Linked DNA regions of Triticum aestivum: region 1 is linked to region 2. A link is a contact called in public Hi-C data. All regions are on one chromosome and are shown on one strand. The core of a region is the stretch at or near the end of the contact, and the rest is flanking DNA. Distances in the headings are between cores, read along the strand shown.

Region 1 (2,769 bases), core at 196-2,695, 440 kb after region 2:
AAAGCATGATCGTAACTAGCCCCATCCACCATGAGGCCATGAAGATCATCTATTTTATGACTGTTGCAATCAATTTCAAACCCCAGCTTTTCCAGTGTCTAGCAATGACAAACCAATGGAACTCATGCATCATCAAAGTATAAACTAGCACACACATAAATATGAAAAATCAACTTATAAACATAGGGGAAATTTAAGCCAGATTTCAATCCTCCCGCTATACCTTATCCCTTCCTGCACTGAGCAATGTTAGCCCGTCTTCTGATAATGCCAACGAAGTCACTGTTGAAAAATGTGCGTTAAGCACCGCAATGCATTTTTTGCTTTCAAGGTTCCAAACGCGCACTGTGCCATCATCACTTCCTGAAAATAACTAGACATCGAGAAAATAATGAGGCTACAAATACCATGAATGCAATGAGAAATAGAAGGCATGTATCACAAAAACCAACAACAGCTCAGTGGGGCTAATACTGAGTTACTTGCACCAAGAAGAAAAAAGTTTGATTTCAATTGATCATGTTTTCTTCACATGTAAGTAATTTATCTCCAAAATCATACTCACCAGAAGGCGCTTTGGATCTCTGTGGAACATTATGGTCGTCACAACACCTGTATGACCTCTAAAGAAATGTGTGCAAAACCCACCATCCACATCCCACACGCAAACCTTCTTGTCTGCTCCGGCGGTTGCAAGCAACCCACCAGAAGCATGGCATGACATGGCCATAACAGGACCATCATGTCCCTGTTAAGTCATAACAAAAAACAAATGAGCATACCTCGGATATTGAGGAACAAAAAGAAGGCAGTACTAATACGCTCAAATGAAAAATTTATAGCTGCAGAAGATGTTGACATTTATATGTGTAAATCCTCCATTCTGTCACCAGAGAAGAGACGAAGATTAGAAAAAGCACCTACCTTCCAGCTGCGGATGCAAGTGCGAGACGCGAGGTCCCAGACCCTGATAAGCTTGCTGTGGCCAGCAGCAAAGAGCAGGCGGGAGTCGGGGGACAGCGCGATCCCCGTGACGGCCTCGGAGTCGCCGTCGATGGGCTCCCCTATGGCGGAGGCGTCGGCGGCGGACACCACGCGCAGCTCGCTGCCGCAGGCGCACGCGAGGAACGCCTCCTCGGCGTCGCCCTCGCCCTCGCCGCGGGGGGCGCGCCCGACGGCGAAGGGCCCGCCCGTGTAGAACTGCTGCAGCGAGCGGTCGCAGCGGTAGTTGTTCTTGGGCCCCTGCGACAGAGCCATGGCGTTGCGCGTCGGCGGCGGGTCGTCGGAGCTAGGGTTTTGCAGTGGTGGCGGCGCGAGAAGGGGGGAGCAGGGTTTAAGTCGGCGGCGTGGCCGCGCGGGACAGTGGGCGGCGGCGGCGGCTTGAGGATGGGAGAGGACGAGAGTGCGGCGGCTAGGTTCGGTTGGCTTCTCTGCTCGATTTTTTTTTGGGGACATGGCTTCTCTGCTCGTAAAACCTAATGTGCTGACTTACTGGACTGGGCCGGGGACGGTGGGCTGGCAGGCAAAGCTGGACTGGGAAGCTACTACTACTATTTATTTAAATATAAAGGGCCCACATGTCAGCTAATCGGGCGACCCATCGAGTGACCCACGGGCAGGACCTCATGCCCATACCCTACCTGGGTTATCCATCGGGCTAACCCATGGGTGAATATGCTGACCCATACCCTACCCATTCGGGTCGGGTGCCCATGGGTCGGATTGCCGGGTTGAGGCGGCAGTGCGTCTATGCGGGAGGGAGAGAAGCCTAAGGCGTCGACACGTGTGTCCCTGACGCAGCGACATTGAGGGCTGTGGCCCTGTTGGGCTCACTTTTAATTTTGTTTTGAGCAAATATTCTGAGCTCACATAAGTGGGGTGTGTGTGTGGGCGGATGCTATCCCCGCATAGGTTGGGGAATAACGATCAAAACACCAACCCCGCGCGCCTCGTCTTCAGTGTAGGCCGGCCTATTTTGGGTTTTTCTCCACCGACTTTGAGAAGTTTCTAGAACCTTCCCTGAACCAGATTTCCTTATTCTTTTTTCGTTGCTTTTTCTCTGGTTCTTTTTTCCTTTTTCTTTTATGTTTTTACCTTTTTACCTCTTTCTTTTTAGTTTTTCTTTTTCTTTCTCTTTTATTTTTTTCTTCTTTTTCATTTTTATTTTTCCTTTTCCAAACTAAACAATATCTAAAATACATATTTTTTTTAAAAATGATGAACAATTTCTGAATTCATGATTTTGTTTTTGCAAATTGCAAACATTTTTTAAAGTGTGAACTTTTTTTGAATACAAGAACTGCTTTTGAAATTTGTGAATTTTTTTTCAAACTCATGAATATTTTTTTAACATTTTTGAAACCGACGAACATTGTTGGAATTCTCAAAAAATGAGGTTCAAGTACATTTTTCAACTTGAGCACATTTTTTGAGATAGTGAATATTTTTCGAACTCACAAACATATTTTAAACTCCATGAGTATTTTTTTCAGTTCAAGATCATTTTTAAAAAGTCATGAATATTTTTCAAACTCACTAACATTTTTTAATATGCAAACCATTTTTTAAATTCATGAACATTTTTTAACATTCTCAAACTCTTTCCAAATTTATGACATTTTTTTAAATGCGCAAACATTTCTCTAACCTGATGAGTCGATATGGTCCAACAAATTTTGTTATTAAACTTCATATGAAAAGAATCAAACAATAATGTCATAACCAGCAGGTGAAGGCATTGACTGAAAATAATCAAAAAAAATTATTAGA
Region 2 (3,138 bases), core at 107-2,606:
ATTTAAAGGAACTACATGCACTAGAAAAAAGGTTCACTAATTTGACAAAAAATCACAAAGTTAAAAAAAAAAGGTTCCCGAATTTGAAAAATAATTTAGTTTGGAAAAGATCACGAATTTAAGAAAAAAATCATAAATTTAGAAAAAATTAATAAATAGCTCATGGCTTGCTGCGAGCCATTGGGACCGAGTCAGGCCCGATACTGTTAATGGCTGCGTTCAGATACGAAATTCGGCCTGGAGCGCAAGCGGTCCAAGCGGCGCCTTTAGCGCCCGTTACAGGCGTTTTCGCTAACGGGCACATACCCCCCCCCCCACCCCCCGTTCGCGCTGGGCTGGCCCATCTGCTCTTTTCTCTCTTCTGTTTTTCGCACAAAAAAAGCGGCTACGGTGAGACTCAAACATAGGACCTGCCGCCTTAAATTAGTTCGCACTTACCATTCGCCACCGATTCTCACGTGACTACTGACATCTTTTCCTTCTATTATTGTCTACTTTTCTTTTTTTTTCTTCTTTAATCTTCTTCATGGTTCAATGTTTTTCTAAAAAATTCGTGACTATTTCTTAAAAGTCGATGAACTTCTTATCAAATTCGATGATCCTTTTGCAAAATTGATGATTATTTCTTCAATTTGATGAACGTTTCTTGAGTTTGATGAAATTTTTTTCAAATTTGATGAACTTTTTTGAAAACTTGATATGAACATTTTCAAAATTGATGAACTTTTCTTCAAATTCAACGAACTTTTTCAAGTTTGATGAACTTTTCTTCAAATTTGATGAATTTTTTTGAAAACATGATATGAAATTTTCTTTAAATTTGATGAACTTTTTTCAAGCCCGGTGAACTTCTTTTAAAATCGATAAATTTTCTTCAAATGTGATGAACTTTTTTCAAGTTTGATGAACTTTTTTCCAAAATTGATGAACTTTTTTCAAACTCGGTGAACTTTTTTATAAATTGATGAGCTTTTCTTCAAATTCGATGAACTTTTTTCAAAAGCGTTGAACTTTTTTCAACATCGATGAAGCTTTTTTTTAAGTATGTGTATTGTTCTTAAAAAATGATGAACGTTTTTAAATTCATGATTTTTTCTAAATAATTCAAACAATGGTGGGCACTGTGCTATAAATAGCGCAGCGGCACTTGTTCTTATAAGGTTGGTGCTTTATATCAGTCAAAACGTGCAGTTGGTGTAGTGGTTAGCGAAACTGGCACGGACATTGAGTGACCTCGGTTCGAATCCTGGGGTTTTTTTTTTACTACAGGTTCGCTGCACAGTACGTTCACGGGCCAACCCAACAGGGCGCTGCCGAACAGGAGCTCTCGTCCAAGCCGGTTATGGTCCGGTGCATATCATAGGTTGCGTTCATGTCAGGTGCCTCCGTAAATGAGCTGGCCCAGCACGTGGAAGGCCACAGGCCAATACCTTATTTTTTTTAATGTTTTCGTGTTTTTGTTTTGTACTCCCTCCGTTCCTAAATATTTGTCTTTCTAGACATTTCAATGGACTACTACATACGGATGTATGTAGACATATTTTAAAATGTAGATTCATTTATTTTGCTCCGTATGTAGTCACTTGTTGAAATGTCTAGAAAGACAAATATTTAGGAACGGAGGGAGTATTTTTTTTAATTTTGAAAAAAATTCCAAATATTATAAATATATATTATAGAAAATACTTTCCAGAAAATATTTAATAATGGTAACTAAGCTTTTAAAAATGTTAAATGTTTATGGAGAAAATATTCGTCATGAACACAAAGTTGTACTAAAGAAATGTCAATTATATGAATGGAAGGGAGTCTATAAGAAATATACAATATGTATGAAAAAAATTGATAATATATTGAAATAATATAAATCAAATATTTGAATAGTATTAATGAAGCATATAAAAAATGGTAAATGTGTATAGAAAATGTTTTACTAGTATATGGGAAAATATATAAAAAACATATACAATGTGTATGAAAAAATATTCAACATGTATTTAAAAATTATTAAACGTCTATTAAAAATGTTAAACATGTAGAAACAATGTTTATTGGTGTATACAGAAAAATTTTATTGTGAAATTTTTTATTGCCACTAAACAATGGCCGTCATGTATTGAAAAATATTCACCATGTATTGAGAATATGTTAAATGTGTATATAGAAAATGTATTAGATACACAAAAAATTTACAATGTGTATGGAAAAGTGCACAATAAAAAAATAGATTTAAAAAATATTCATCATGTTTGTCAAAAATGTTAAACTTGTATATAAAATATATTTCTGATGTATACGAAAATACAGAATGTGTACTGATAAAAAGTTGTCATGTGTTGAACCAAAAAAGAAACCAATGAAAATCGGCAAATAAAACAAATAAACCCAGTAGAAACAAAGAAAACAAAAACTTAAAAAATAGTGCAAAACAATACTACTACTAATAAAACCCAAGGAAAAACAAAGAACATATGAAACCAAGAAAGAAACAAAGAAAATAAAGAAAGTAGGAAATAAAAGAAAGAACCAATGAAAACGAAGGAAGAAACAAAAAAACAAAGAAAAAACAGGAATAAAACAAAGAGAACCGGTGAAAAACAAAGGAAAAACCAAAGAAACATGTGGAGAAACAAAATAACAAAAAGAAACATGAAAGAAAAAAACAGAGAAAAAAGGAGCGAACATAGTTACCAGCGAGCGAGGAAGAGCGCCCGAGCGAGGGAGAGAGCTACGAAACGGGCCAGTCCAATATTGTACAAAACAGAAAAAAAAGCTCCAGGCGAGACAGAAGGTACTCTTGGTAAAGTGAGATATAACTCTAACAGTCCGACAGAGTCTCACCGCAACCTAGCGATGGCGCCGTCGTCACCGTCCTTGTCCATGGCACCTCCACCTCCCCATGGTCGTCGCCGCCTCACCCTATCTATGGCCGGTGCTGCCTCCAGCTCTAGGGAAAAAATCAATGTGTTGATCCCATGCTCTCCGAAGGTATGGTTGAAGTACATAGGAGGAGCATGTCGGCGAGCTCTCCACCGTGTCCTCGGTGTCGCACTCTCCATCACAATCGAATTTGTGATGAACTATGTCATGGACCTATTGTGCTATGTGATGGGAACTATGTAATGAACCTAAGCTATG

Evidence for each region. A called contact is a pair of places that touch in the nucleus more often than the background predicts.
Region 1: a contact with region 2 is called in a Hi-C map of leaf, with 4 times the contacts expected there. The contact joins the promoter of LOC123157014 here to the enhancer-like site in region 2. A contact is called at or near these places in 2 of 5 Hi-C or Micro-C datasets (both in leaf).

Annotation. Positions count from the first base shown.
Region 1 is chr7B:700,917,658-700,920,426 of IWGSC CS RefSeq v2.1, forward strand. It overlaps LOC123157014 (transducin beta-like protein 3), which reads right to left and starts at 1,446. Exons shown (of 14, transcript XM_044575236.1): 1 at 925-1,446; 2 at 566-748; 3 at 224-373. The coding sequence starts at 1,257.
Region 2 is chr7B:700,478,740-700,481,877 of IWGSC CS RefSeq v2.1, forward strand. No RefSeq gene overlaps it. Among protein-coding and RNA genes, the nearest start is that of LOC123160861, 71 kb to the right of the region's middle. Within about 2 kb of position 1,357, at least 3 of the 8 cell types and tissues checked have an H3K27ac peak or open chromatin away from gene starts, as enhancers often do. A contact at or near this core is called in leaf, where this site is marked.